2 separate regions of the Danio rerio genome follow, and region 2 is linked to region 1. Evidence: chromatin contacts called from public HiChIP or PLAC-seq data. All regions are on one chromosome and are shown on one strand. The core of a region is the stretch at or near the end of the contact, and the rest is flanking DNA. Distances in the headings are between cores, read along the strand shown. Region 1 holds the start of rad21a (RAD21 cohesin complex component a). Region 2 has its middle 23 kb from the start of gpsm3.

Region 1 (3,045 bases), core at 293-2,792:
AAACAACTAATTTTAGAGCAATAGTCACAATAACGTTAAACCATGGTATTTTTATCCAAGGTAATTATACCATCACAAACTTATACCGGCCTAGAACACAATACTTTATCAAATTTAAGACTTTATAAAGGCCCAAAATTTAGTTTTTGAAATGTAAGACCCCGCAGACACCCTTTTCAGACTACAGTGATGTATAAAATCCATTAGACTTGAAGATGCCTGTGATGGATAAGTTATTAAATTAAAAGACAACATATATATAACAAAACTGCATAACGTACACCATATCTAATGCAGATCAATCTACAATATGCCAATAAAGTGCACGTGCTAGATAGTGTTAAAAAATCTTTTTGTAAAAAGTTTTATTGAGATGTATTGCTGGTGATTGGTTGGGTCTTTTCCTGATAGGGTAACTTTACAAGGACATAGGTAAATTTAGACTTATTAAAAATTATCAAAGACCTACAACACAGTAATTACGCAAATTAAAGACTATTTAAAAGTCTATAATTTAGTTTTTGAAAATTAAGACCCCGCGGACACCAGATCCATTAGACTAGAAGATGCATATGATGGATAAGTCAGCAAATTATGAGAAGAGATAAAATGCAACTGACCATATCTAAACCCTATACATCTACAAGCACATGCATTTTTATACAAGACAACAAAACAGCATGCATAAGATCTAATGCAGATCAATCTACAAAATGCAGATATATATACACAATATGGCAATAAAGTGCACGTGCATTTAGGCAAGACCATAGAACTGCACAATAAAGGGCATTCGTACCACATCTAACACAAAACAATCAATCATAAGCCTATTAAATACAAAATTATCTTATAAAAGACAAAGCTACTTCTTAAAGCTAGCCGAGATGCTAACGTTACGTTAGTTGGTTTATTTTGAAGAATTGCCCGCCTTCACACCAGCATTATAACATGAAGAAAATGAGCTAAACCACACTTTTACGCCCTTAATGAAGTGCATTATCCAAAACAATTGTTCTAAATTTTATAAAAACAAGATAAGAAAACTAAACATGCAAACGTATAAACAAGCAGCTCGATTTAAACATGCAGAACTGTTGCGTTTGTGTCCACACTAGCGTTTGGCTAAGCAGCTGATAAGCAAGCGACGCTATTTCGCTTTTAAAAAAATAATTTCTAGAACATATAGAGTGTAAACGATGTAACTTAATTTTATCTCACTCGCGTTGATCTTTTAAACGCCATAAATTGGTAATTCAGTCATTTTAATAACGCTTTCAGAGCCAAATAATTCGTAAGCTATCGTTAGCAATTAGCCTTAGCCAACTGTTGATTAGCCGCAGCACGTAAGCAGCGCGAGCGTCAAATTTCATCCCCCTGCTCGCACATTCCCCTTCTTAATCTCATTTATCCACAAAAACACGAATTTTTTGGGACGTACCATTCAAAATATCTTATCCGTGTTGTTCGTGATCAGTCTTTTCTCTCCCCTCCTACGGAGAGAAGTTAGCAACCGTTTCCTCTCATTGAATCCGACAAAGATGGCGCGCGCTCTCGGCGGGATGTTTACAGTCAAAATTTGGCGGTGGGAGGAGCTTGGTAGCTGATTGACAGGAAGCGGCTGCAAGGGAGGCTGGAGGTTGCCAGAATGGATACAGCTGCATCTGAAAGTTAAAGAGAATTATTTATTTTTTATTTAAATATCCATTAACTGAATTTATTAACGTCTACCCCTACCCCAACTCTAAACCCAATCAGCACCGTAATATAAAAACAGTAATTTTAATTATAAAATTACCCATTAAATTGTATTTATCAACGCCTACCCGCTCTCCAACCCTAAACCAACTATCACACAGTAATGTAAAGCAGAATTTATACAGAGTATTATTCATATTATTTATTAAAATAGCCATTAAACTGTATTTTTCTAATGTCTACCCGATGACAACCCTAAACCCAACCATAACAGTAATGTAAAACAGTAATTACACAGAGCCTTATGCATATCAAAATACCCATTATTGTATTTTATTAACGTCTACCCCAACCCTAAACCTAACTCTCGCAGTAATATAAAAAAATATATTATTTATTGTTGTGTCACAAAAATTAACATGAGAATCCGCAGCTGTATTCCTTCTACGCTTCACCTTGGCGGCTGGTGGTAGGCGGGGCTTAGCTGGTGATTGGCAGGCAGTGGCTGTAGCGGAGTCCAATGACAGCGCGCTGTTCAGTTGGCAGAGGGCGGTGTTGCCTTACTAACCGAATGCGAGGCGTCACAACAATGAGCTACAGGAAGTCTGCGGTTCTTCTTTGTATACATTTTCTTTTGTGTGCATGAATAATAGGTGAACATTTCATAAAATGCTCATAGAAGGTTGCATCTGAAGACACTCAATAAAATACACTTTAGTGACGTAGAAAGCTGAACTACTTGTGAGTTTTATCACTTTTCCTGCTTATTATGCATACACACTTTTCACACTTTTTATATATATACACAACACACTCACCAGCCACTTTATTAGGTACACCTTACTAGTACCAGGATGGACCCCCTTTTGCTTAATTCTTAGTGGCATAGATTTAACAAGGTGCTGGAAATATTCCTCAGAGATTTTGGTCCATATTGACATGATAGCAGCTGCACATCCATGATGCGAATCTCCTGTTCCACCACATCCCAAAGGTGCTCTATTGGATTGAGATCTAGTGACTGTGGAGGCCATTTGAGTACAGTGAACTCATTGTCATGTTCAAGAAACCAGTCTGAGATGATTCATGCTTTATGACATGTTATAGCCATCAGAAGATGGTACACTGTGGTCATAAAGGGATGGACATGGTCAGCAACAATACTCAGGTAGGCTGTGGCATTGAGACGATGCTCAATTGATACTAATAGGCCCAAAGTGTGCCAAGAAAACATCCCCCACACCATTACACCACCACTATCAGCCTGAACCGTTGATGAAAGGCAAGGCAGGATAGATTCATGCTTTCATGTTGTTGACACCAAATTCTGACCAGGGGCGGACTGGG
Region 2 (3,045 bases), core at 244-2,743, 170 kb after region 1:
TCAGCAGACCTCCTCATTCCTGCAGCACGAGGGCTTTATGATTGTTTATGCGCGCCAAAAGTGGCGGATCTGTCCGGTAAAATATCTGACTGCGTGTCACCGCATCCCTAAGGACTGTTTGGCGAAATATTTGACTGCATGTCACTGCATAACAAACGACTGTAAGGATATAACTAGAGAACTCTCCTCTGTGCTACTGGGTGAAAGCGTATGGCAAGCCGTTTTAGCATTTAAACCTTGTTCAGACTATCCATAAATATATTTAGAGAGATCTCTAATTATATTTTGACTTGTCATAATTATAATTCGACTAGTCAGATTGGAAATATCTGCAAATATATTATGACTGACTAGTCATATTCCTCTATTGACTTCCATTGAAAAATATTTGCAGATATCTCTAAATAAACAAACAAACAAACTTTGTGTCTTTTTTTGTGGCTGGCAGATGATAATAGCAGGGCTGTATCTTTTAGTATTATATAGAATACTTTTGTTCTGCCAGATCTCCCAGGCAGGGTTTTATTTAGATTTATTTAGTTAATATTAGTATTTGGAATTCTGTGCATTGGAAAGAAGTTCTTTCTGAAGAAGAACAGTTTTTTGAAGTATTATTTGTTTTTATTGTCTATTCAGTGTCCTTCAACAAGAACAGTGGTGGTGGGGTTCATAATATTCACAATGGGATTTTATTAGTTGTTGGTTTAACCATGGATGAGATAATGGCTTCTATGTTATTTTCTTTTCAAAGACATTTCTTGTCACATGTTCAAAAACAACAGCCAATATTGCATATCTATAATTTATATAATGGGTATAATTAAACAATACTTTCACTATAACGTAAATTAGAAGTGTAATAGAAAAAATATATATTTTTGCGCCATTTAGAATTTTACTCGAATACAAATACAAATACAAATACAAATACTTTTCCCCCCTCAACAAATACAAATACAAATACAAATACCGGCTGCTCCGCACATCCCTACTATACATGTATATATAAAAATAAGCTTTTATTTGGGATGTGAATATTCATGATTAATCTTTTGGCAGGACTAATGAAATCATTATTTTTTATCACATAAATTCATTTAATATTCGTTCACAATAATAATTAGTCTTGCCTTTAACATTTTCCAAAGAAGAAATGCAGTTTTCATGCAGGACTGGGTTTGCAAACTGGTTTTAGGACCAAAATAAATTTGACACAGATACAGTGGATACCCTAACTGCTTTGCTTATACATGCTGGTTTTATTATATGGTAATTATTACAATCTCTGTAATAGAAAATTCAGAGGCAGTGACATTTTAAAAGGATAAATGAAAGTGTGCATGTTAAACCAGAAAGCGTATTCAGAGCAGTGTTTCTAACACCCTGTTGACTCTTCTCTCCAGCAGAGATGGTAATGCTCATGAATGCAGAGATGGACTGTAATAAATCCAGACGCAGCCGAGGTCACAGGTCAAAGAGGGTCAAGGAGGCGAGTGCAGACCTGACACAGTTATTTACTAGCGCAAACGCTGACTGCGGACCATAAACAACGGCTGTTTCTCTCTTATAGCTGACAGAATTCAATCAGAGCTGTGACAGCTGTTTATTATTAAATGCTGGAGGTGGAGAAATACATCTCTGCTGTTCAGCGTTCAGTATCAAATGCCTGAAAATGCCTAATAGTTCAACTCTCTACATTGTTTCAATGAAAATACAGTCTTTGTCAAAACATAGAAGATTGCAAAATATTCAACAATGTTTATTATTTTGGAGGAAAAAATAAGTATATAGTTTTTAAATATAATTATTTTTCTTTATAAATATTTATTTTAACAAATACACAACAAATTGTTTATGTTTTATAAATCTTAGACAATAATGTTAATAAATATGAATGAAATAGTCATTTAAATTCATAGAAGATGGCAAAATATTTAACAATATATACTTTTTTTTGTGGAAATATATATAATTTTTAAAATAGTTTTTCTCAGTGGCTTTGGTGCATTTCTCACAATGCTATTTACATTTGCATAACAGCTAATGCATTTCTCAGAAACAATTAAGTTATTTATGCACATCATAGTAGCAGTTTCAAATTTTTACCAACAAATTGCAAATGCTTTTGGACATGCATCAACTGCTTTCACACAACTCTCTGCTGTTTTATAACATTATCATTTCAGTGTTTCCTTTAGGATATTTTCCAGCTGTGGCGGCAGGCCTTTTTTACACAGATCTACCAACTACCTGTGGCGTTATTTCAATGACAAATCTTGTGAGCGCAGTATTACAAGTCGAGATCCCATTTATATAATAGCCTACGAGCATGCTAATCTTTTTGCTTGCGTGCCGTTTTCCTCTGCTCGTGTACAAAACTTCTTCCACGCCCTCAAATATATGCTGCTCAAGCGCAGATCTTCGTGTGCGCTCTCAAATAAATGCTGCTGAAGTGCGATATAGTGTGTTTATGTAACGAGTATGTCTCCAACATTTATTAGATTTGCTAGGAATATTTATGAATGTCTCTAATAGACAAACAGCTGCAGTAATGCATCCTGAAGTAATGTGTAGCGGCTATACGTCGTGTTTGCTGGCCTCACGCATCACACACCTGTCAGTCAGTCAGTCAGTCAGCGCGTAACCTTAAAGGGTTAAACAAATGATGCACAGCACTACTACGGTTACAAAAATGTTTGCGCTGTTATAATACACTTATCTTTTAATATGTTTTGGTGCGATTATCATCTGCTATTAAAAAAAAACAGGACTAAATGTTTTGAATGAAAAGCTGTAATGTAGCTGTGGCCGGATCAATTTTAGCGTGGCGTCCTGCCATGGAAGAATGAATGTAGCGGAAACCATGCATTTGCTTATGTCATGTCTGTCAAAATTGTAAATATTTATGTTTGTTGTAAATAAGGGTGTATTTATTCTTTTGCACAATGCTGTGAATAAATTAGAATTGCATAGAGCAAATGCAGTAAACATGTGAAACATACATATTCAGTGTCTTGTACTCAGACGCTTCACTAAACGCAGTGA

The links. HiChIP or PLAC-seq counts read pairs in DNA pulled down with a chosen protein or histone mark.
Region 2: an H3K4me3 HiChIP or PLAC-seq map of embryo shows a contact between it and region 1, with 5 times the contacts expected there. The contact joins the enhancer-like site here to the promoter of rad21a in region 1. A contact is called at or near these places in 5 of 18 Hi-C or Micro-C datasets (caudal fin, embryo, skeletal muscle and 1 more) and 3 of 4 datasets of contacts at active chromatin or transcription factors (caudal fin, embryo and gastrula embryo).

Annotation. Positions count from the first base shown.
Region 1 is chr16:52,904,335-52,907,379 of GRCz12tu, forward strand. rad21a (RAD21 cohesin complex component a) reads right to left here and starts at 1,543. Exons shown (of 14, transcript NM_199595.1): 1 at 1,442-1,543.
Region 2 is chr16:53,069,573-53,072,617 of GRCz12tu, forward strand. No RefSeq gene overlaps it. Among named protein-coding and RNA genes, the nearest start is that of gpsm3, 23 kb to the right of the region's middle. Within about 2 kb of position 1,494, at least 3 of the 62 cell types and tissues checked have an H3K27ac peak or open chromatin away from gene starts, as enhancers often do.